6 separate regions of the Mus musculus genome follow, and regions 2, 3, 4, 5 and 6 are each linked to region 1. The links are chromatin contacts, called in public Micro-C and promoter capture Hi-C maps. All regions are on one chromosome and are shown on one strand. Each heading gives the region's core, a stretch centred on a gene start, on an enhancer-like site or on the middle of the called end of the contact. The rest is flanking DNA. Distances are from core to core; before and after follow the strand shown. Region 1 holds the start of Hes5 (hes family bHLH transcription factor 5). Region 2 holds the start of Acap3 (ArfGAP with coiled-coil, ankyrin repeat and PH domains 3). Region 3 holds the start of Trp73 (transformation related protein 73). Region 4 holds the start of Vwa1 (von Willebrand factor A domain containing 1). Region 5 holds the start of Mmp23 (matrix metallopeptidase 23). Region 6 holds the start of Slc35e2 (solute carrier family 35, member E2).

Region 1 (3,943 bases), core at 1,075-3,574:
GGGGAGAGGGAGGGGGAGGGGGTTGAGGAGGGGCAGGGGAGGGGGTGGCCCTCCCCATGGCCCACCCACCACCCTCACCTCTGGAAGGCCGGCTCTCCTAACCCACCGCGGGTGGGCGGGAGGTTGGGGTGGGATGGAGGTTGGACCATATCTCCTGGCACGCGTCTCATTTGGGTGAGGAGCTGGCTCAGGGGAAGGTACTTACTGGAAGTACAGAACACAAGCCTTAGCCAACTGTTCCCACCAGAGTGTTGGGAAGCAAGTCTGTGCCTAGATGACCCCCATATCCAGGTACAGTCTTGGGTCCTTGCTGCCAGCAGCCAGGAGCAATGGTCAGAGCATATAGACTCAGACTCTGTTTCCGGTTGGTGGGCTTCACGCCCTCCCTGGTCTGTTTGTATTCCCTAGGACCTTTGAATGCCTAATCAGGCTCCTGAGCCCTTCCTGCAGGGCATACAGGACAGGCACACAGGTGACCAGATTTTCCTGCCCTCCCCACTCCCAGGAGTCCGAGATCCACGACATGGCTAAATTTGACTACCATGTGGTGTGAACTTCTTGTTGGCTGCAAACAAGATTTCACTGAGAACCACCAGACTCCTCTTCCTTGTAGTTTGAGGGGGCTGCTTGACCACCACACAGTGCCAACCACTGCTAGATCTCAGGGCTGTAGAAGCAGAAGCCCAGACATACAGCCCCGAGCCTCCCTTCTGCACTTACAGGGTACCTCTGTCAGAGCTCGGGTGAGGGTTGTGGCAGGGACTAAGGGAGGTGAATTCTGCACTTATATCTTGCACTGGACAGACCATCCTGTGCTGCCTCAAAGCCAAGCCTTCCCCTCTGTCCCAGATGCTTCCATCCATGGTAACCCAACAACCCCTTGTGCTAAGAGCTTCTGGAGCAAGACCTTCGGAATAGATCATTTACAGCAGTGGGTCACTACCATAGCAGGAGGGCGTTTCCCTAGTGGGCACTGTGAAGGCCCTTCAGTTCCTGAGCTCAGACATGGCTGACATCCATCCAGAGAACCTGGTTTCATTCCACACTGGCTATTGTGCTCTGATGCCAGCCTCCTGGTTTGGGCCTGGCTAGGTCTTAGGTTGACCCTAGGAGGAAGCACGGGGCCTTATCTCCTCCCTCAGCCCCTGCAGAGTATTGGGGAAATAGTACAGGTTCCAGATGGAGGGACGCTCCTACATGGCCATCCCCTAGGTGTCTAGGGTGTGACTAGTAAGGTCACCTGGTTAGGAACCACGGTTATCAGTTCTTACAAAGAGGCCCATCCACACTGGCACAGCATTCATATGGGGGCTTATTTTTAGGTCTCCCACCTTCTACCTGCCAACACAAAATGCTGAATGAAACTGGAACACACACACAGAGGCATGCACGCGCGCGCCCGCACGAGCTGAGGGGGATGTCATGAGAGGAGTTAAGGGCAGCCATGGTTTCCTAAAAGCCACGCGGGAGTAGTGATCACGGACAGCATGAAGGAGGCACGGTCCTCCTGTTTCAGAGATGCATGTGGCACCTGGTGACACAAGAGCAGTCCAGATACCCTGTGGGTTCAGGGGTTCCTGAGGGCTTCCTAGGTATGGGGCTTTGTGCTAGGCATTATCCAAAGCAAATTCAGCTAGCCTAGAAGTACGCTTGGCAGGCTCCGCGCGTGGCCATTTCTAGCTGCGGAGAAGTCACTCCTCTCAACTGACAGAACTGGCAATAAAGCGCCTAAATTCTAAATACATGAGTCCCTCTCTCATCCTGTACCTGCGAATGGCATGGCGGCAGCATCTGTTTGAGAGAATGTGGCCCACTTTAACCCACTGTGCCTGTGGGCAACAGGTCCCAGCTGGGGAGGGTGCCCACTCCTCTGGAAGTCGCTGTCTGTTCATTGTAAAACTCTCATTTCTCTGCGCCTGTGGCCTCTGCCAGCCAGCGGTGGGGAGCCTCTGGGGAGTGGGAGGGAAGAAGGGAGAGAAGGGGGGGGGAGAGCACTCCTTCCTGCCCTCCCCACCTCCCCGCGGCCTGGGAAAAGGCAGCATATTGAGGCGCGGGGCTCTCAGCATCAGGCCCCGGGATGCTAATGAGGGCGAGCGCGTTCCCACAGCCCGGACATTGTGCCGCGCGGCCCACCTGCTCCTCGGGGAGCGACCATTGTGCCCGCGCCAATTCACAGGCAATTTAGCGTGCGCTAATGGGCCGGCGCCTTTGTGCGGCCGGCGCCGCCATTGGCCGCCGAGTGTGGGAACGGCCGCGGCGCCCGGACCCCAGGCGCCGGGCCGCTGCCCGCGCCTATATAGGGCTGGCGTGCTGGGGTCCAGGTCGCGCCAGTCCGGGACGCCTGGCTCTGTCCGCTCCGCTCCGCTCCGCTCGCTAATCGCCTCCAGAGCTCCAGGCATGGCCCCAAGTACCGTGGCGGTGGAGATGCTCAGTCCCAAGGAGAAAAACCGAGTAAGTGCAACTCGCCCGGCGCGCGCCGTCCGGTTCCCCCGGGGCCTCCGGCGTCCGCCGCCCACCTGACGCCTCTCCTCCCGCAGCTGCGGAAGCCGGTGGTGGAGAAGATGCGTCGGGACCGCATCAACAGCAGCATAGAGCAGCTGAAGCTGCTGCTGGAGCAGGAGTTCGCGCGGCACCAGCCCAACTCCAAGCTGGAGAAGGCCGACATCCTGGAGATGGCCGTCAGCTACCTGAAACACAGCAAAGGTGAGCCCGGCGCCTGCGCCCGCCTCCTGCTCCCGGCCGATGTGGCTCCCACCGCGCGCGCCCCACTCATGCCGCTTCGTCTCCCCACAGCCTTCGCCGCGGCCGCCGGCCCCAAGAGCCTGCACCAGGACTACAGCGAGGGCTACTCCTGGTGCCTGCAGGAGGCGGTACAGTTCCTGACCCTGCACGCCGCCAGCGACACGCAGATGAAGCTGCTTTACCACTTCCAGCGGCCCCCAGCTCCCGCCGCTCCTGCCAAGGAGCCCCCGGCGCCCGGAGCTGCGCCCCAACCGGCCCGCTCCTCCGCTAAGGCTGCTGCTGCTGCGGTCTCCACCTCGCGCCAACCCGCCTGCGGCCTCTGGCGGCCCTGGTGACCCAGCGGCCGACCGGTGCCTGGAGCGGACCAGAGGATGAGCTCGTTCCTCTGGATGTGGGAAGACATTCCCCAGCCGCAGTTCAGCCCCAGGTTGGCCGCTACCTTCTTCCGAAGGCTCCCTCCTCCGGCTGGCTGGCCAGCAGGAGGGTCATTCTTAGAGAATGTGTGTGCAGAGTTGTCATTTGGGGATAATCAGGGCCCACCCTCTGCCGCCCGTCCGACCCCGTGGGGTTGTTTTGTGTTTGCATTTCAGCAAGTGACTTCTGCGAAGTTCCTGGTCACCACCGGGGGTTCTATGATATTTGTAGAGTCGGGGGTTGGCTCACCCCAGCCCGTAGAGGACTTTCTTCAGGGCCCGTTGCTGCTGGGCAAGCACCCTGCAGGCGGGCTGTGCCCTGGGCACATTTGCCTTTTGTGAAGGCGGAACTGCAGGTGTTTCCTCATAGGAAAGCACTCAGCCTGCGTGGGCGTAGGGCCCATGGGGCCTCACCTCAAGGTCCACATGGCCTTGGCTGTCTGATGCGCGCTCACAGTGGGCTGTCTGGGAGGGTGGGGTCTCCACGATGATCCTTAAAGGATTCCTTTGTATGGGTGGGTGCATGTGGGCACGATTTTGTACTTAGAATTTGAACTCTTGGTCATGTGGGAGAACACAGGCTGTTCTGAAGGCTTCTAATAAAATATCAAGCCCTCCATGTCTGTGCCTCTCGTCTGTCCTTAGCAGCCTAGGGGCAGCCTGCCCGGTGACCGGAGGTGGAACAGTGGGATCTACCATGTTCACAGTGAAACCGGGATCAGGAGGAGTGCTTGCTGGTGGTCCTCTGCCATAGAGGAAAAAGGGAGGGCAGGAGGTGGAGAGGAGAG
Region 2 (3,943 bases), core at 913-3,412, 930 kb after region 1:
ACTGCAGCCTCCTAGGAACACAGACAGCTTTGAGGTCCAAGCTAAGGGCAGGCTCAGCCAACCTAGCTCACCATGTGGCTTCAGACAAGACAACGATTTATATACTGGTTTAAAGGCTTCCATCCAGGGTGGGTTCTTGCCTAGTTGACCACCAGTTCCAGAGGGTGAGCGAGTTTTGCATGACTTACTCGACTCTACATATACCATGAAAGGAAACAATTATATAACAGAGCATTGGTTAGTTTGTGCACGGGAAATAGCGATTGCTTTGGGCCTTCATGTTTTGGGGCTAAAGTATTTGTGCTGAAGCAGGACATAGCCAGCCCACCTATCAAGATGGAACCTAGGCCATGTGCTCTTGTGCCTGGTCACACCAAAGCCCCTTTACCAAACCCTTGGAGCTGGTTCCAGATGTTATGTTCTCAAGGTGAGCGGCTGATTCCTGGTGTTTGAAGCAGAGAACTTAACGTAGTCTGTCAAAGTGGAATGGAACTATTCGCTCTAGTGAAATCTTTTCAGAGACTGCCAGAACTTACCTGCTATAAAGAGCTATGGGTCTGGCAGGGCCCTCAGAAAGGCAACATTTTCCACCCTGTGCTCCCCAGGCTGGCAGAGACCCCACCCAACAGGAAGAAGACACAAGTTTCTGGCTCACCTTCTTACACCCTCTAGGCCCAATGGATGTGCAATATACCCATTTAGCATCATCTCACTTTTATTGAGGTATTATGAGTAATGACCCTGGTGGCCTCTAGTCCTGGCATAGTGAAAGGCTAGTCGTCTCACCTGCTCCCCTCGGGGAGGACAAATGGGCTGGCTGGACCAGGTGACACTGAGACTCTTCGAAGTGTGCGTACAGTATTTGTGACTGGGCTGCCAGCAGACTGGAAGGCACTAAAATCATGTGTCCCGAGGAGGTGCTGGGCAGCCTCCTGCATGGCCGCCATATCCAGGTACCTGCAGAGCCAAATGAGCATTATTGAGGAGAGCCCAGGCAGATGGATGGTGAGCCATTTTCTTCCCATTCTTAGCTCACTCACTCTGTCTGCAGAGCCCAGCATACATTTTGTTCAAACACAGGCAGTTGATTAGGCCAGGAGCAGCCTGTGGCCAGACGATATTGGTAGGTCCTGGAGGTGGCTGCGTGTCGAGCGTGGAAGTCGTTGGGCACTCGGAAGGCCTTCAGTACACTGTGGCAAGCAGATCTGGCTCATCCCAGGAATGAGTATGCCCAACTGTCCACACAGCACTATGGAAATCTCTGCCTCCCACCACAGTGGGGTGCAATGGTAAAAGACAAAAAAAAAAGCCCAGAACCATACCAAAACCCCGGGCTCACCGAATGGCCGGGTGCTTCAGGTGGGTGTTGAGGGCCTTGGCCACGACCTCCGGGGAGAAAGGCGACTGCCCTGGGCGGCGCTGGATGTCCAGGTGCGCCGCGTTGCTCAGGGCATGCACCCCGGCATCGGTGCGGCTAGAGATGGTGAACCTGACCGGGTCGACAGAGTTCAGCCGCTTGGCAGCCTCCTGCGGGAACCGTACAGGCGGCTGCCACATCGATGGCCGGAGTCCGTGGAATAGGAGGAGGAGAGTGGGTAGGGGTTGGAGCTGCCGACTGCTTCTTCCTCCCCAAACCGGTCCTCACCTCCAGGAAGTTCAGCACCCCAACAGCGCGCGGATTGCCCCTCACGGCCGCAACCCCACTGCGGAGAGAAACAGGAAGGAATTATCTGCGGTGTCTGTGGACGCTGTCCCGCCAGGGGTCTCGGCGCCCAGGCGCGTGGGTTCGGTGCAGGCCACTGTGTTCCTCGGCTCCTAAAATCCCGCATCCCGAGACCGATCGCGCCCGTCCTGGTCACCTCGCGGACTTCCCGCGAGGCCGAGTGGAGAACGCGGGGGTAACAGCGGGAAAACGTACTTGAAGTCAGTGCCCAAGTACTGCAAGAACACAAGGTAGCGCGCACGCACCGAGCCCACCGCCCCGCAGGAGCCCATATTTGAGCGGGCGGGGCGCTTGCACGTGGCCCGCGGTCGACCCAGCCCAGCAGGGACGGCGCCTGCGCACTGACTCGGTCCGCCCCGCCTGAATGGAGAGGCGGGGGCGGAGCCAAGCTTAGGGATCGGGTGCAAAGTGCGGTCCTCTAGAGCCGGCTATGTTTCCTGTCCTCGGCCTCACAGGGGCGCGATGATGGGTCGCTTCCGCACAAGCGACCTTAATTCGTTCACTCCCGATCTCCCCGCCGCCGTCGCGGAGTGTGTCCGTCGGCAGCATTCCAGCCGAGTTCACCACCGCCGTGATGCCTGAAGTGGGCGAGCCGTGCCCTTCCCTGTCCCGCGACCGAGCCAAACCACTCCGAAGCCCAACCGCCGAGGCCGGCCCAGCTCCCAGACCGTGGTGACCGAGGACAGAGCGCAGCGACAGGCGAGGGGATGCAGCGGCGCTTTTAGCGACGCTCCCCGGAGGTGACAGCGGGTGGCGCAGGCAGAGGCTGACTTTGGCGACGCTCCCCAGCGGTGACAGGCGGGGCGGGGCCGCGGCGCGCCGGGCTCAGACCGAGGCGGGCAGGCGGGCGGGCGGGCGCGGAGCGCAGCTCGGCGCGGGCGCCACAGACGGTCCACGGGCCGGGGATGCCGCTCGACGCGCCTTGGTCCTCCGCACAGTGAGCACCGCTCGCCGCAGCCATGACGGTAGAGTTCGAGGAATGCATCAAGGACTCGCCGCGCTTCAGGTGTGCTGCGGGCCCGGGGTAGGGCGCGGGCGGGGATGGGGAGCCGCCTTTGTGCCGGAGGCGGGCAAGGGGTGTCCAGCGTGGTGACCGCTCCGAGTCCACCTGGACGGAGCAGAAGACCTGGCACGGACAAACCGGCGGGAGCCGGAGTCGCGGTCCCCTAGCTGCGCAGCTCCGCCTCCGGCCTCGGGGGACCGGAACAAAAGACGCCCCTGTGCTGATCACCTCGCGCGCGGGGGTGAGTGTGCAGACCGCCTTGGGCAGCTGTGTGTCACTGGGCATTTGCGTCCAGTGCCATCTCTAGAACTGTCCACCCTTCTTTGTGTGTATGCTCTGGTGTGCCACAAGTACTGGGCTCCTCCTTGGCCCTGTAGTCCAATTCTGGCTAGGATTGTCTGGCACCCTGCTTGGTCTCTATCTTGATCCGTATGTCCAGAGCAGTGTATGGGTGCAACCAGCCGGAGCCATCAGGGCCTGAGATAGACACCTTGGTGAGAGTTAACGGATGTATGAGTGACCCAGGAGCCTGAAGGGGTAGAGGCTGTAAGGATGAGGAAGTCGTGTTTAGGTGGAAGGGTATGGGCCTTATTCACCTATGGGTTTGTTTCTTTTATTGTTCCTGGAATACAGTCGTGCACATCTGTGTGAACCACATGGCCACACAGATATACATCTGTTTCATTGAGTGGCATTTGGCAGACAGTAATGGAGTACCTCCTGTGTGTCATTTGAAATTTCGGACCTTCGTGAGGTGTCCCACCTCTGTATGTGCACACACACACACACACACACACACACACACACACACGGGGGGGGGGGGAGCATGTTCTGCCACTCTGCTCTCCTTGGTGCACATGAATGTGTGGGTGAGCTGTGATACGGAGTTGGTGTGCTTGATGCATGCACATAGCCTAGTGTGGATGGACACGTGTGTACATGTGCTACATCTCTGTGGATTCGTGAACCGTGTTTGCCATGCTACTAGACACATGTTAACGTATGCAGGTGTGTGTTTTAGTGTGCACTGTATCCCTGGAACACATGTCTGCATGCCCTGTGCTAATACATGTATGCATGTTTATGTATAAGCATGTATCATGCCTTTGCTCGTGTGAGCTTGACCACATATGTACATGAGTGCTGGGTTTCTGAGGGCCTACCTCAGCAGTCCAGCTCTTTGCAAAACCACCTTGCAAGAGAGTCAGCCAGAAACA
Region 3 (3,943 bases), core at 603-3,102, 820 kb before region 1:
TGGATATAGCATCCTGGTTACTTTTCTATTTGTATGTATGTGTGCACCCGTGGGCCACAGTGCACATGTGATGGCCAGAAGACAATGTGGATCCACAATCCAGCTTGTGGATTCCATGGATGGAACTCAGATGATCACCCTTGGCAGCAAGCACCCTTCTACAAGGAGCCATCTCACAGGTCCCGAGCCAGTTTCTTTCTTATACAAATAACTCTACCTCTATGAACACAAGCATCTCACTCATATCCTTCTTCAGCCAGGGTCAGGCAGTTTCCATTCTGTTTACAAAGGCATACTGACCAGGTTTCTATAAGCTCTTTGAGAAAAGCAGTGCTATGACTCCATTTCGAAGATGGGTAAACTGAGGTTCTGAGGATTTAAGTAACTTGCTCAAGGTCCCAGGGCACAGAGAGTATTTGAACTCAGCATCTGACTTCTAATCCAGAATGTTGTCACACAGGGTGGCCATCAGAATGGGCAAGCCCTGCCTGTTCCACAGAGCCATCGCTAGAAGGACAACATTGCTCAGCATCCTGTCGTTAGTTACCTGTGCTTGATAGGCAGGCTCCCATAGGCCCGCCAGTAGCTCAAGACTAGTTAGTGGGTATGCAACACCTTTGAAACCGATTACCTGATTTTCAAAACTGCATACACAATCTATACAGTCATGGATGAGAAAATGTTAAATACTTATCTTTTGTTCACAAAGTAATGTTTTACATTTTTATTGAATAAATCAAAGGATGGGGGCGGGTGGGGGGCCGGGACAGCGTTTGCAACACACCAAGGATTCAGGATACATTTTGTCTCTGTTGAGTTTTTTTTCTAGAGCTAAACAGCAACACAAACAACGACCACGAAAACCAATCCGAGGCAGTGGAGCTCAGCAGGTAGAGGTGCTTGCTGCCTATCCTGGCCACTTGAGTAAATCTTTGAGACTGATAAAATGGAAAATGGGAATCGACTCCTAAAGATGTCCTCTGACCCGTGCACGACTCACACAGACACAATTTAACTTTTAAATGAAGAAAAACAACAACAACCTTCCCCCAAATATTGTTACGACCCAGGTCCCAAGTGCCCACTTAATTAATTAACAGACCTCAGCACATACAGGGAACCAAGTGTCTTGGGGCTCAGAAGTCAGAGCTTTTTTCCTGACACCACCACCCCCCCGCCCCCGCCCACGCACACATACGGGTGTGTATGTGGATAGGTGCCTACAGATGTTCTCATCTCTCAAGAGTGAGAAGGTGACAGCTGCCCAGTGGAGCAGGAGAGAGTGTGGGCTGCCCGGGTTCTCTACCTGGAAGACTAGGGAGGCTGGTGAGGCACCACAGTAAACTCATCACAGAACAGCAGTAACCCACCAGGACCCCACACCTTGGGACCAGCATAGAGGTTGGGCTCTAGTTGGCTTTCCTCTCTCTTAGTCTGCTTCCATAGCGGGACCTGAAAGGCCTTCTGCCTTACAGAGGTGGGGATTTGCATTCCTTGTGAGGTAGGATACCCACGCACCTCCCAACTTCCCCTATTACCAGACCCGAGCCCCAGAATCTCCGGGTATGGCGACTCCTTGCCACCTGTAGTGGACAGTGTGGGCAGGAGGCAGGTCCATGGGTTGCCGAGGTGCCAACTGCTTCTACTCCTAGCCTCACTCCGGCCGGCCCCTCCTGCCACTGACGCGGAGTCCCTGGGGCCGTTCACTCGGCTAGCACCCGGGCAGCCGCACACCCGAACTCCAGCCTCGGAGCCTCGTGCGAAATACCTGGCCCTAGCTCGGGTCCCAGAGCTGCCTACCTGCTCCGGGCCGGGCGTCGGCGTCGGCGAGGGCTGGGCTGCAGCGTTGCCTCCTCGCCTGGATGCGGGACGGCGGGTTATAAGGGTGCGGAGCAGGGAGGCGGCGGCGAGGGGACTGCCGCAGGCTTAGCGCCTTTCTTGGCGGACCGGCGGGAAGGCAGCGCGGGCACTCAGCCGTGGCGGGAGGAGGGCCGGCCACCCGGGCCCCTGGCTCCCACGCGCGCCCCGCCTCCCCAGCTGGCTCTGCCCGAGTCGGGGTCTGGGCCCCGCTCCTCCCGCCTCCTTCCCGCCGCCGCTTGGCGCGCGTCGCCCAGCTAGCCCCAGCGGGGTCTCCTCCTCCGCGGGGCCCGCAAGCTGGTAGCCGGAGTCTTGGTCGAAGCGGGACCGGACCGCGACCTTTGGCGGGGCTCAGGGCGCCAGGAAGGGTGCGCAGGCGCCGAGGGGGTGGACACAGGGCGCCCGACGCCCTGTACTCCCTCTGACTCTCTCCTCCGCCTTCTCCCCAGATGCCCATCTACCCCGATCCCCCTCGCTGCCCTTACTGTCCTAAGCCTGCAACCCAGGGGCTCAGGAGTGCCCTCAGCGGGGTGGCTGCGCCTCTTCCAGGGCTCGCCCCGGCCTGAGAAAACCGAGAGGACCGACTGAAACTGAACATTGAAAGCCCCGGAGGAGAACCGTTGTCGTTCGGCCAGCACCAGCGGGGTTCCGTCTCTGAGAACGGCTCGAAGCCCCCCTCGATTTGCCTGGCAGAGACCACAGCCCGCCTGGAAAGAGGGTCGAGCGCAGACCCTCTGGGTTGGACTCTTCAAAGTCCAGCCAGAAGTTGCGCCTCCTGATACCTACACACCCCGGGGGCCACGGCCTGCAGTCCGGGTTTCCTAGCCCAGGGTATCAGAGTCTTTCCTTGGATTGGTGTGCTAGGCGATGCCCAACGGATGCCCACAAACTGTGCACATAGAGCGGCTCGGAGTTAGTCAGGGGACTCTTCTCTGGCTCAAGAAGTCTTCTTCACCACCCGCCATCTCCCCTCTGGGCAAGTGAGCGGTCTCCGGTGCCCTCATCTACCACGCAGACCCGTAGTCTGGCGCACAGAAGGAGTTGGGTCCTTGTGGGACCCCTTAGTGGCACTGCAGAGTGGTCCTTGCCCAAGGTGTTCCCACATGCCCTGGAAGTCGCTTTAGTGCAGCTAGTGGCGTTGCAAGGGAGGTGGGTTGGAGCAGACCGAATCTCTCTCGAACTCGAAAGCCTGACCTGGTGTTAGGCCAATAGCTACGAGGAGTAATTATTTGCGAGCTGCAGATTAGAGACAAAGATGAATACCAAGCAAGAGTTTGGGACTGGTTGGGAACAGAAAATGCCAGGACGCTGGCCGCGCACTCTGCAGATCCTCTCCGAATGGTGCAAGCACCGCCATTCATTCATTCATTCATTCATTCATTCATTCATTCGTGGAAATTAGATGCAGCGGTGCGGAAGAGACTGGGAGCTATGAGCTGGACCGAGCAATACTAGATTCCGGTCTTTCAGAATTCGGAACTTAGCTCCAAAGGCAGTGGCTGAGCCTTAAGTGATCCTCTGAAGCTTTGGGTGCAGACAGGAACATCCAACCTCCCGAATGACACCGGAATGGGGAGCCTTGTGGGGCACAGGACGCGGGGTGCTGCGCGAGGGAGGGAGCAGAGCGCTTTGGGGAGCGATCCTGGTCTGAAGTCCAGTTGGTGCTGTATTCTACGTGCCCACCGAGGCTGCCGTCCCGGGTACCGAGCCACACCTCTGAATCAAGTCCACACTCTAACTAGAACCTCCAAAAAGGTGAGGCGACCCACGAGATCCACATGCCTTCGAATTCGTTCCGCCACAGACCTGAGAAGCACTTGAACGTCACGAGGTCACGCTGCAGGTGGTCGCTCTCAGGAAAACCTCAAAGCAAACCTATATTTATACTTATACGTGGAAAATACTTTGCTTTGTTCTGTTTGAGAAAGGGTCTCACGCAGCCCTGCATAGCCTCCAACTCTATAGGTAGCGAAGGATGCCCTGAACATCTGCGTCTCTGGTTTCAGGTGTAGGATTTTTTTTTTTTTTTTAATGCAAACCATCGTGCGGGGTTTATGCGATGCTGCGGACCAAAACCTGGGTTTCA
Region 4 (3,943 bases), core at 637-3,136, 810 kb after region 1:
TAGGGATTCACAGGACCTGCCTCTTCCCACCTACCAGTTATGGAGCCCCGCAGCTCCCGGGCAATGATAGGAAGATCATCCACATCCACAAAGTGTAGGTGCTTCTCGGCAGGAGCCGAGGCAGCTGCCAACAGCTCCAACAGGTTGCCTCGGCCAGTGCTGACAATGAAGATGGTGACACCCAGGTCCTTGAGCTCCTGCATAGGGGGGCCCACGGGGTCGCTGGAGCCACCATCTGTCACCCACACCAGCACCTTGGGAACCCCTGGCCGGGCACCTGCTTCCTCAGCAAACAATTGTTCTTTGGCATAAGCCAGTGCCAGGCCTGTGTTGGTATCACCCATACGTTGGGGTGCAACACGGATGGCATCCTGTATAGCCTGGCCTGAACTGTACTGGTCAAAAGTAAACTCTGTGTGAGGCTGGCTGCCCACGTGCACCAGACTAGCACGCAGAGCCCCGGGTCCGAAAGACATCGTAGCCACCAGCTGCCCCACAAATTCCCGAACTCTTGAGAACTCATAGTGTGACACGCTGGCTGAGCTGTCCAACAGGAACAACAGGTCCCCCTGGGGGTCTGATGCTGTGGAACCTAGAGGAAAAGACAAGGGGTTCAGTCAAGGTAGCCCTGCCAGGCACCCCCTTGCCCAGGGCAGAACCACCCCCAAAGGTCTGAACTTTCTTTAAGCACATGCTTGCTTGCCTTTGCCCAAAGATACAGGTAGAGAATCTTCAGAATGGGGCTATAAATGCCAACAAAAGGCCCACACTCTCCTCTGGTTCCCAACTGTACAATGTCCATGTACCCAGGGCATCCTGGGCTGTCCCCGTGCTCCTTTAGTAGGTAAATGCTGACCCTTGTCCTCAATAGACACTGCATGCAGGTAGAACATTCTGTATTCAGGAGGGGCCTGAGCCACATGCAATGCTTCCCTGATACTTGATTTTCAGAAGGGACACCTCTAGGATGAAGTTAAGTGAGGTTATTCATCTTCCAGGTGAAGCAATGGACTCTGAGCCCATGGGACAACAAGAGAGGATGGGAGAGCAAAAGTGAAGAGATGGGGAAGACCACACACTGAACAGCCCTTCCTGCCCATAAGAGGGCCAGACTGGAGTCCTGACTGGTTACAGATGACATCACCCCTCCCCTCCCCTGGCCCCCATCCCCTGCTTCATCTGTACCAAGAAAGCAGGATATACCCATCCGCAGCAGCCTGAGGACCCAACCATTGTCTAGCGAGCCTTCCCTTTTATCCCCTTTTCTTCCTGCCCAGCCGGCTGAGGTACTGATGAGACCTTCCATCACTAAGACTCAAATACGCAACAGCTCTCAAGTGCCTGGATTTAGTCCTGGCTTTGGGGTTTCCCCCTCATGGTGTGGCCATTCCAATATTCTTACCTCCTTTCTACTGAGGGACCTTTCAGAGGTAAGGAAACTGAGTCAGGGAGACCTCTTAAACATCTTTCTCCACAATCCATGTCTGAGGTGCGGGGTGGGACGGGACGGGGGAGGGGGATGGAGTGGGGGGGACCGTAGCCTCAGGCGCTCCAAGTCCAGCTCTAGCTCAGTTGAGTCACCAAGAATGTCTCCGAGCGCCCACCGCAGGTGGCTGAGGTGCTGGCGTGTGCCCCACCCGCTCCCCCGGCCTTCCCACCTACTGGTTCGGCGGCTGCACCTGGACAGTTCATGACCCGCGTGGGCAGCAGCGGATCGGCTATGAAGAATTGGAATCCGGGTTTCACCACACTTACCGCGCTCTATGCTGCTCCGCGCCAATGCCAACCGCAGACTCAAAGCCATGCTGAACGCAGTCCAGAACAGCATCGCGCCTGGAGTGGCGGGCTCTTGATCGACCACAGCTGGCTGCTAACTTGCCCTCCTACCGTGAGTCAGGCCCCACCCACCTCGGAGAAGCCACACCCACTCGCGGCCACTCCTGCTTGGGAGGCGCGTGCACTCAGTCGCTCGCGCAGAGGCCAATCTGCACAGACTGCACGGTGATGCATGCCATAGCGGTCCCGGACTTGCGGTGACACGCAGCAACCACAAAGGCATATAGGTGTGGGCGTGTGCTGACAGACATTCCCATCTCTCTTTTGCAGGCGGCAATATGTGTTGTCCATATTCTCCTCCTCACTCCTCCTCCCCTACTCCTTAGGGTTCCCCCCCCCCCCGCACCCCGCAGTTGCTGATCTGCAAAGCTCCTGAAGACAGGAGAGCCTTACAAGACAAAAGAACCTTAGAAGTGGGGCTATACAAAGAAGCAACCTTCTCTCAACAAGGACCCAATTTGGCTATAAACTGGAGGAGCAGCCGGCTTTCTCCAAAGACTTGAAAGCAATGACGCAGCCCTCAGAGGAGACAGGAGCATATGAGAAGCTTCTTACAGAATGAAGAGCCTCCACCTTGCCAGAACTCTCACCTGAATTCTTGGAGGAAAAGACACAGTGGCCTATTGCTGTCCTATGTACTACCCAAACAGGGCTCCAGGGCTACACCCAGGTCAGACCCCAGCAGGATTAGAGACCCACTGGCCATCTAAAGTTGGGTCCTGCAGTCAGTGCTAAGCCCAGACCAAAGGAAGCTGTCTACAAGTGTTGTTCACAGGACATTGAGCCCTTCAGAAGGGCTGCACAGACCGCGGCCCTTAAGATGCTTTCCTGTAAATAATTATAGTATTTGGAATGGAGGCCCACATAGGAGGGGGTGTTGTCTGGCAGGATGTCTCCTCCCTTCCCACTCTCAGCAAGAGGATGCTCAGCAGGGAGGACGGATGGGACTCAATGGTTTTACTTCCTCCATTTCTGGCAGGTGAGACACTGTGGGGCCTTGAGGACTGTGCCTGAGCTCTGCTTTGCCTAAAAAAGGAAGCAATACAGCTGAGCCTGAGAAGCTAGCTGCAGGAACAAGTAAGAGCTATGTCCTGCTGCCGTCCCCCACCCCGTTGCCGGGAATCTTGGCACTGGGTGTTGGCTTCACTCCACAGACCTCAGGCCTCTGAATGGACCAGAAAGTTCTCGATGCTTCTGCCTGAGCCTTGAGGATGAGAGCAGTGCATGTGAGTCCCTCAAAGACTGTGGACACCAACAACCTCCAGCTCCAGATACATTGTTGCATTGTGAATAAGCAGAGGACACAGGGTATCCAGAAGAATCTTATTATGTCAGGCTTGCTCTGCCAGGGAGCTGGGTCTTAGAGGAAGGAGAGGCTCATAGCCCTCAAGCCTACAGTCATACCTCAGTCTGCCCTATTTCCAACCCTTCTGGAAAAAATGATCAGGTCTTCTTGGCTGTGACTCAGGGAAGTAGCTTTCTCTTTCCTTTGGCCTCACCATCAGATGGAGAGAGCACAAGAGACCCAGTCTCCACCAAGCCCTATCCAAACTGGGCTCAACCTGCCGGACTTGGGCTCAGGCCAAGTTGCTTCTGCTGCCAAATTCCTTGGGACACCCTTTCTATCATCCATATCTCCTGCTCAGCCACCAGAAAAATCTTATCCTTTTGTCTTGCAGTGTTTCCCCACCTTCAGACAACACACAGACGCCAGGCAGTGGTGGCGCATGCCTGTAATCCCAGCACTTGGGAGGCAGAGGCAGGTGGATTTCTGAGTTCGAGGCCAGCCTGGTCTACAGAGTGAGTTCCAGGACAGCCAGGGATACACAGAGAAACCCTACCTCAAAAAACAAAAAAACAAAAAGAAAGAAAGAGAGAGAGAGAGAGAGGGAGGGAGGGAGGGAGAGAGAGAGAGAGAGAGAGAGAGAGAGAGAGAGAGAGAGAGAGAGAGAGAGAACTCACAGACATCAAAAGGGCTATGGGACTTGCCAAGGATGCAGTGGTCAGGGTCAGGTCTAGGCTTGAGGCAGTCAACAAAGGAAGCCCAGACACAATGGTCCAGGAGCCTTGGAAGACAGGCTCATGGGAGGAGAAAGGGCAGAAATGT
Region 5 (3,943 bases), core at 779-3,278, 690 kb after region 1:
GGAAGGCAACCTGGCTTAGGGCTTGCCCAGAGCCCCACCGCTCATCCACCTACCCACCTGCCCCCCTGCACCCACCATAGAGTCGGTGTAACCCCCACAGTTCATCCTGGGACAGTGCCTTCCAGCCTCGCAATGTGGCATTGAGGTGCATGAGCGCCTGATCTTGCTGTGAGTGCATCAGGCCCAGTGCATGGCCAATCTCATGGGCTGCCACGTGCACCAGGTTTGTGAGCCAAACACCTGTGGGCCAATGGCTTAGTAGGGAGCCCTCAGCCCCTCCACTCCCAGTCTTGCTCCAGGAGGCCCAGCACTGATGCTGGGCCTCAGCCGCAAGCCACCCTTAACCCACAGCCAAGGAAGATAAGTATGTTTCCCCAGCCTAGGCTGTGAGCTTGGCCTTCAGGAATGCAACTCCAACTCCCTCTTCTGTGGCATGTGGGGGAGGAGGAGTGGAGGCGGGGACAACGACTCAGGCCTGTGAGACCCAGTGTTCCTCTTCCTTGATTGCTTGACCCTAATACTCAGCCCCAGGAAAGCCCCAGGAAACCCTTCCTGCCTCAAACCCTTTTGTAGTCCACACAGAGGAGAGAATGACACCCCCAGAAGGACAGACTAAGGAGTTGGGTCACCTTTCTTCCAACTGTAGCGTGTGGGGCCCAAGACCCAGTACTCGCTGTCATCAAAGTGAATGCCACCGTGGGGTGGGAAGAAAGCGTGGGCCAGTTCACCTGTGGGACCATCAAAGCAGTGGTGCACTGCAGAGACCAAGCAGTCGGTGTGGTTGACTGGGTAGAAACCTAAGAAAACACAAGGCTGCAATAATACCTGCGAGGCTGGGCGCGGTCGGGAGCTCTTCAGTTACCCACCTATCTTGAGGTCACTGGGACGTTCAGGGGCCACCTCACGGAAACTGAATGGGGAAACATCACTCCACATTCGAAAGGCAGCAGCCAGGCCCCTTCGCGTCTCTTCCGGGCTTAAAAGATTCCGGGGGAAGGAAAGAACTCTGTGGTGGAGGGCGGCGGTGATGTTAGAGTCAGTGTTGGTGTCTGAGTTATGACCTGACCACCCTCCTCGCTGGTCCAGGTGGCACCTGTATGTGAGGTTGAAGTGGTCCCAGCGCAGCCTGGCCGGTGTCAGCGTGTAGCGGCGTCTTCGGGTTACCGACATGGTCAACAGTCTGGGTACCTGGGCAGTGGAGCTGCCCACATTTGGCGCATCTACATTTCCCTTCATAGGGAGAAGTGAATGTGAGGAGGCCAGAGGAAAGTCTCTAGTGCCCGAGAGTTGTTATCAGAAGCAGACTTTAGGCAACGGGATAGAGGAAGCTGTGGATGAGCCCTCTATTAGGTTTTGGGCTTTAGGAGTTGAGCCAGCCATGGTGGCGCATGCCTTTAATCTCTGAGCGCAGAGGCAGATGGTCTACAGAAGTCAGCCCGGGCTACACAATGAAATCTTGGCTCGGGAAAACAAAACAAAACCTATTGGGAATGGGCAGAGTTGGGGATGGATGCGGTCTCCCACCTCCAGCGGCCGCTGGACACAATGACCCAAGATTCTCGGAACCAGGCACTCACATGCCATCCCACAAAGCCCCTCACACGCGGGCCCCACTGATACACCCTCAGATGCTGACCCGCTCCTCGCACTTACTAGCCTTTCGTCCTCTCACCTGAGCTGCCCTCCAGGCGGTCTCGGTCGGCGCCCCTAGCCACTCCAGCAACGCCAACGCGGAGAGAAGGCACAACCCGCTCAGGGCAGCCCCCAACCAGCGGCCCTGTACCGCGCCGGACGCCTCCGGACGGAGACAGGCCCGGCAGCCCATGGCAGACTCCAGTCGGGTTAGGGCCACAAGGGGCCGCGCGACGTAGGGACCTGGATCGCAGAGCTGGGGCGGAGTGGGAAGGGGATGGGCGGCGGACGGCTCGAGTTACAGCCCTATGGTGAAGAGAGGACCCGGCTGCGCTGGCTCAAATAAGGAACCGACTCGTTAAGTCTGGAACCGTCCGCATCCCCCGGTGCGATTCCAGGAACCAGGCCGAAGGGTCGGCGGCAGAGGCCAGAACACACCCTACAGTGTCGGGGGGTCTGTCAGAACGCGAGGCGCCGGGGCTCAGATTTGGGGTAGGGGCATCAATTGCTCCCCGCACCCACTGGTCGGAGTTGAATGACATTTGGCTTCCCCCCTCAACCCTCTGGTACCACAATGAAATTTGGGAGGGAAGCCTCGGTCCTGGACCGCAGTGACTGAGTGTAAGGAGCATACCCGCCAGAGGGGAGCGCAGAGCGAGGGGACGTGGCAATGAGAGCAGGGTGGCTGAGCGAGCAGAGAGGAAAGATGCCTCAGGAAAGACAAGGAGACCAGCGGGAGTCCTTAGGGCAACTGCTTTAACCAGAGGGTGCTCTCGTTGGTCCAGTGCAGGAAGTTTGGGGAAGGTGCCAGCACCTGGAATCCCTGCCTCAGAGGAGAGGGGATTAAGGCAACTGAGTCAGGAACTGAGTGTGGTGGTCTGGCGCGGTAGGGTTAGGAGGCAGGAGCTATGGTCCAAGGCCTGAAAGCTAGACCCGGCAGCTGATGGCTGTGCTGGGTGGGTACCGAATGAACGCGGCATGGCAACCGAAATTATGCCAGGCACAGCTGCGATCCCGGGACGGGACGGAGCTGACTGTGGGTGGGTGAGAGCAGGCGCAGGAGCCGGGGTTTTCTCCCTCCCAGTCTTCCACTCCGACCTTGGACCCTAGGTGACAGCAACAATGTACTTGGCCAGCAGAGTCAGAGCCAAGCAGCTGGAGTGCCCTGTGGCCCGTAATAGCTGCGCTGGAAGTTCTTGAAAAGGGTCAGCCATCTGCCCCCTCCCTTCCTTACTAAGTGTTTGTTCCAACAAGTGGACGGACCCTCTCTTGCTTCTTCACTCAGCCCCAACGTAACTGTCAAGAGCTTGGCGGCTTCCAACCCAACTCCCTCCTAGCCAGGACCCTCTCTAAGTCGTGTTGCTTTGACCAAAACCTTCACAGTTCAAGTCCTGCCCCAGAGGGGCGGAGGGAGTAATAGGCAAGGGGAAGAGCAAAGGGGGGTGGCCCTCTTATAGGGGCGATAGAAAAGCCACGTGAGCCTTTTGGAGTTTCCGGACGGACCATCTTGTGTCAAACCAAAGCCAGCGCGCACTTTTGGCGGGCTGCATCCTCATCCAGAGCGTTCCTGATCTCCAGGCAGTCTGGAGCCTGATGCCGGGCGGGGCGTGGGGTGGGGCCTGGGCAGCGGGGGAGGGGCGGTGAGGATCTCTGGGGCCTGCCCAACACCCTTAGGCAAGGAACAGGAAGCAAAGTCCGATAATCTTTTTATAAAATACAGGGGTTTTGAAGGAAGGTCTGCGATCAGCCACGGCGTGTGGAGTGCGCTCACACGAAGATCTGAATGCGGTCGCGGATGGGCTGGCGGCAGATGGGGCAGGCGTTAAGCGCGGCGCCACAGGGCGCGCACGCTCCATGGCCGCACTGGAACACCAGGCGGATGTGGCTGTCGATGCAGATGGGGCAGGTGATGCGCTCCTCCATCTGCCTGTAGCGGCTCTGTAGCTCCTCCACCAGTTGCCGAGGCGGGCCGGGCACCTGGATGGCATTTACCACCTCTGAGCCGTCTGTGGGATGAGGTGAGTGGGAATCAGCAACAGAAGGCGTGGAGATTAGGTGCAGGCCGGTGAGCACGCCACAGGACGAGGAGGGGCGGGGCCGAGCCCCACCCTACCCACCTGGGCGGAGCTTCTTGCTGATGACCACCTGGCACCTGATACACTTCTTCATCCTTCGAGCGCACTCTGCCGGGGGCGGTGCACTGTTAGTAGGGCTGGACTAGGCAGCTGGGCCACCCTGGTCCTCCACACACACCCCGAACTCACCCTCACACACTGTGCGGTGCTGACACGGTGAGAACAGAATTAGCAAT
Region 6 (3,943 bases), core at 556-3,055, 640 kb after region 1:
TTTTTACAGAAACTGGCACACTTTACATTGTGCATGAAGTCATACCAAATAACACCAACCAATCATTGCTGCAAGAACACCTCAGCTCCCATAAGAGAACACCAATTTATGAGCAGCAGTGTTTCCTAGCGTACATATGTTTTTTTGCTTTTAGAAGCACAATGTTTTAATTATAGAAAGCAAGGACTCTTGATATTTTCCTACTGCTTATTAGTAGGTTTTAGGATTGTATTGTCAGGATCACTTTAAAAATTACTAGTTGAGGGCTGGAGAGATGACTCAGTGGTTAAGAGCACTGACTGCTATTCTGAAGGTACCGAGTTCAAATCCCAGCAACCACATGGTAGTTCACACCCATCCAAAATGAGATCTGATGCCCTCTTCTGGGGTGTCTGAAGACAGCTACAGTGTACTTACACATAATAAATAATTAAATTTAAAAAAATTACTAGTTGAACCAGGCATAGTAACACATGCTTGTCATCTGAGCACTGTGGGGTAAGAGCAAGGTCAGGGTCAGCCCTGGCTGTACATCAAATCCGAAGCCAGCCAGGGATACACCAGCCCTGTCTCAAAACAAAACAAATACAAAACAACAATGACCAAATAAAACAACTCAATTAAAAAATGCTTACATAGGTGCGCATAATTCCAGAGTGTGAGAGGCAGAGATGTCTATTTCTGTGAGTTCAAGACTAGCCTGATGTACACAGTGAGTTCCAGGCCAGACAGGGGTACATAGTGAGACACTATCTTTTTTTTTTTTTTTTTTTTTTTCGAGACAGGGTTTCTCTGTGTAGCTCTGGCTGTCCTAGAACTCACTTTGTAGACCAGGCTGGCCTCGAACTCAGAAATTCCCCTGCCTCTGCCTCCTGAGTGCTGGGATTAAAGGTGTGTGCCACCATGCCGGCTCAGTGAGACACTATCTTAAAAGACAAAAACAAACAAAGGAAAGAACCCAACAACAACAAAATTCTTGCGTAAGTTTCTGAGTTGAGTTTCATTTTTAAAAATCGTTAAAACTTGGCTTGTGGTTAGGACAGAATTTCCAACTGATACGGTTCTAAAACATACGTCAATTCAACAAAATCAAACACACTTTGGTTTTGATAAAATCAAAACATCAACTCTGAAAAATGCTGAAGATACTCTATGTCCAGTGGTATGGGATATTCAGTCAAGATTTAATGATCTGTGCGAAAATTTAAAAAGCACATCTTCTCATTCGTAAGCCAGTTTGCCTTTGCTTTTAAGTGGTAAAACTGCACTGTGCCATTGTGTTCTAAAGACTTGTTTTTTGTTTGCTGAGACAGGGTCTCTCTACATAGACCTGGTTGTCCAGGAACTCACTAAGTGGACCAGGCTGGTCTCCGGCACCGGGCAAAGAATTGTTTTAAGATAGACTTAAGGTTGATTATCAGTAAACGTTTGATTTGCATATGGAAAGGGTTTTCTAGTGGAAAAGGTTTAAGAAGCTCCAACTCACTGTGCGAGATCTGAAGGAGAAACCTTACTAGTTTTCAAACAACCAAGAAAAAAACAAAGGAAGGTTTCACCAAAAGCAGAGCTGAGGCAAGGCACAACCTCAAACCTCTCCACAAAATGACCTTCAGGGATAAAAGGGGCCAGGAAGCATCTCACAGCCGGCGGCTACTTGGGGAGATCAGGCGACAGAGCAAGCGTCCTGCAGGAAGGCGGGGCCTCTGAGGCTCGACCAATGAGCGCCCCGTCGCTATGCTGCTGGCCCCGCCCCCATGGTGCTGACCCCGCCCCCATCCCGGCAGCGTCCAAGACTCGGAGAGCACGGGGGTTCCTCGCACGTTCGCCACTGAGCGCTTCTCGTCTTGTGACTTTCTGGTCAGATTTTAGGATCCTTGAAATCAAGCCCCTGGGTCTGACCTAGAGGGCGGCACCTTCGCGGCCTCAGAGGATTGGCTCCTTCACCTTGGTCTCGGTGGAACGTTCCGGAATGTACCACAGGCCAGAGGAGCGACACCTGCACGCTGGCCCAGCATGGCGGACCCCGCAGAGGTGGGACGCTCCGGAGGCGCCCACAGGAGGCCGCAAGGCGGTGCTGTGGCCCCGCATCGTCGCCCGCCCCGTGGTTTGCGGTGGGCCGCTACGGAAGGTGCGAACGCGCCGTGAGGGTGTCCTGGCTCCCCGTGGTGGGCCGCGGTGGAACGTTCTGGAAGGTGCCATTGTGTGCCTGTGTGGAGTGTGTCCTTCCCCCCCCCCCCGTAACAGCTTCCGGTGCGTCACGTCCGGCTCTCTCCCCGCCCACCCGTGTGTGTGTCCCAAATCTAAACCCTTAGGAGGGCTGTGGGAGGGCTCGCGGCTCTCGCCCTTGACTCTGGACCGCTCTGCCTAAAGCTGCTCGGCCCCGAGGCGGGCGCGGGCTGCATCTTCCGTGGGCGTGGGCTGAGGCTCTGCATAAACTCCAGTGGCAGCCCCAGAACTGAACCCCATCGGGGGCCGGGGGCATCCCGTCCTGGAGTCAGCCCGGGTTGGCACCGGGCGCGCAGGTGGCGGGCTTCGCCGGGCTGGACGCACAGGTAGGGTGGGGACAGTGATGGGCACCGGGGCGGGGGGATCGCGGGCGGGCTGTGACTGCAGCAGGCGCCGGAAAGGAAGCGATACCCAATGACAGGTGCAGGCACCCTGTCATCTGTCGGCGTGTACTGATTTTGCCTCCCCAAACGTCTTATTTTGTGCCGTGGAATGGGCGACTCAGCCAGGTCCCAAGCCTCAACTTTATTTTAGCCTGCCAGCGGTTTTTCTCCAACCGGTACTTTTCAGGCATGAAACAGGCTCTTTGCAGCATTGATGTTTTGAACCCTTGAAATGCAAAATAAAACAAAAAGTAAAACTGCAGACTGGGGGTGGGGGTGGGGGGGCCCTTGTTCAGTGTTTGTCTAGTCGCCCGCTCATGGGATGAATGTACTCTATTAAAAAAAACTGGAAAATAATTTTTTGTGCTTTTTTTTCTTTTTCTTTTTTCTTTTAAGACAGGATCTTTACAGGGTAGCCCAGTCTGGCCTTAAACTTGTGACCCTCCTGCCTCATCCTCTCAGTACCGCAATTATGGGACTGTACTACAAGTATCCCTGGTTGCAGAGCACATTTGAAAGCACACCGAGAGAATTTTAAATAGCAAAAGAAGGCCCATTAAGTGAAGAGATAGGAAGGCTTTTATATTAAAGTGATTCATTTCCAGTGCAGAAGATGGAGAGACAGAACAACATGAAGGACCTGTCCACAAGATGGAGATCCTGTGGCTGGTAATGTGGATGTCCCCAACTGTTTATGTCTTAATCTGAGCACACCACACCAGTGATCCTGAAAAGATCCATTCTTCAGAAGTGATAAACACTATCATAAAGCCACAGGGTGCAATGTGCTACTTTAGTCAGGAGTGAGTGACTGTCCCTTCCGTACAAATTCTTCACTACTGAGTGAAGTGTCACTGTTAGAAGCAGGATGGGGGGCAGATTGTGAGCCCATGCAGGCCCTTTTCTGAGTTATTATTTCCCTTAGATAAACTTTTAGACATGCATGGTACTTGGAGACTTGATGTATTGTTTTCATTAAATAACCACTAACCAGTCCAGATGTCTTGGCCAAGTATTTGAGTACCTCAGTCCTCTGTTTCAGAACAAACATTTCCTTATATCTAACCCTATTCTCCCCCTTCCTGTCCCTCCATTTTCTATTGGGGATTGAATCTAGGGCTTTGCTAGGCTAGCCCTCTACCAGTGGTCTGTCCTCCACTAAAAGTTTGAGTGACCCCATTATTTATGTCATGGCACATATGTGGATGTGGAATGTGAGAAAGTCTCTTTACTCCCTGAGCCATTGCACCAGCCTAGACCCGCGCCCCCCACCCCCAGCAAGGGCTGGTTCACCCCTCCCCCCCAAAGCAAGCAGCCCAGACATTCTTAACCTG

The links. Promoter capture Hi-C pulls out the DNA fragments that hold promoters and counts their contacts. Hi-C and Micro-C count contacts between places; a contact is called where the count stands out from the background.
Region 2: a promoter capture Hi-C map of the C10 cell line shows a contact between it and region 1, with 3 times the contacts expected there. The contact joins the promoter of Acap3 here to the promoter of Hes5 in region 1.
Region 3: a Micro-C map of embryonic stem cells shows a contact between it and region 1, with 3 times the contacts expected there. The contact joins the promoter of Trp73 here to the promoter of Hes5 in region 1. A contact is called at or near these places in 5 of 39 promoter capture datasets (the 3T3-L1 cell line, erythroid cells, fetal liver and 2 more), 3 of 484 Hi-C or Micro-C datasets (the HL-1 cell line and embryonic stem cells) and 3 of 115 datasets of contacts at active chromatin or transcription factors (the SCID.adh cell line, embryonic stem cells and large pre-B cells).
Region 4: a promoter capture Hi-C map of pre-B cells shows a contact between it and region 1, with 4 times the contacts expected there. The contact joins the promoter of Vwa1 here to the promoter of Hes5 in region 1. A contact is called at or near these places in 2 of 39 promoter capture datasets (the C10 cell line and pre-B cells).
Region 5: a Micro-C map of embryonic stem cells shows a contact between it and region 1, with 3 times the contacts expected there. The contact joins the promoter of Mmp23 here to the promoter of Hes5 in region 1. A contact is called at or near these places in 1 of 39 promoter capture datasets (pre-B cells) and 1 of 484 Hi-C or Micro-C datasets (embryonic stem cells).
Region 6: a contact with region 1 is called in a promoter capture Hi-C map of pre-B cells, with 4 times the contacts expected there. The contact joins the promoter of Slc35e2 here to the promoter of Hes5 in region 1. A contact is called at or near these places in 4 of 39 promoter capture datasets (the C10 cell line, HPC-7-derived erythroid cells, hematopoietic stem and progenitor cells and 1 more), 1 of 484 Hi-C or Micro-C datasets (embryonic stem cells) and 1 of 115 datasets of contacts at active chromatin or transcription factors (embryonic stem cells).

Annotation. Positions count from the first base shown.
Region 1 is chr4:154,958,599-154,962,541 of GRCm38.p6, forward strand. It overlaps Hes5 (hes family bHLH transcription factor 5), which reads left to right and starts at 2,325. Exons shown (of 3, transcript NM_010419.4): 1 at 2,325-2,451; 2 at 2,538-2,703; 3 at 2,794-3,773. The coding sequence starts at 2,398. The coding sequence ends at 3,077.
Region 2 is chr4:155,889,713-155,893,655 of GRCm38.p6, forward strand. It overlaps Acap3 (ArfGAP with coiled-coil, ankyrin repeat and PH domains 3), which reads left to right and starts at 2,163. Exons shown (of 24, transcript NM_207223.1): 1 at 2,163-2,729. The coding sequence starts at 2,683. Pusl1 (pseudouridylate synthase-like 1) reads right to left here and starts at 2,050. Exons shown (of 8, transcript NM_001033490.1): 1 at 1,919-2,050; 2 at 1,646-1,703; 3 at 1,340-1,527; 4 at 1,041-1,190; 5 at 787-957; 6 at 1-11. The coding sequence starts at 1,995.
Region 3 is chr4:154,138,023-154,141,965 of GRCm38.p6, forward strand. Trp73 (transformation related protein 73) reads right to left here and starts at 1,853. Exons shown (of 14, transcript NM_011642.4): 1 at 1,801-1,853.
Region 4 is chr4:155,772,675-155,776,617 of GRCm38.p6, forward strand. Vwa1 (von Willebrand factor A domain containing 1) reads right to left here and starts at 1,887. Exons shown (of 4, transcript NM_147776.4): 1 at 1,756-1,887; 2 at 35-592. The coding sequence starts at 1,828.
Region 5 is chr4:155,651,356-155,655,298 of GRCm38.p6, forward strand. It overlaps Mmp23 (matrix metallopeptidase 23), which reads right to left and starts at 2,029. Exons shown (of 8, transcript NM_011985.3): 1 at 1,673-2,029; 2 at 1,094-1,230; 3 at 867-1,006; 4 at 630-797; 5 at 76-240. The coding sequence starts at 1,825. Mib2 (mindbomb E3 ubiquitin protein ligase 2) reads right to left here. Exons shown (of 20, transcript NM_001369164.1): 18 at 3,897-3,943; 19 at 3,750-3,815; 20 at 3,113-3,638. The coding sequence ends at 3,400.
Region 6 is chr4:155,599,611-155,603,553 of GRCm38.p6, forward strand. It overlaps Slc35e2 (solute carrier family 35, member E2), which reads left to right and starts at 1,806. Exons shown (of 9, transcript NM_177186.4): 1 at 1,806-2,128.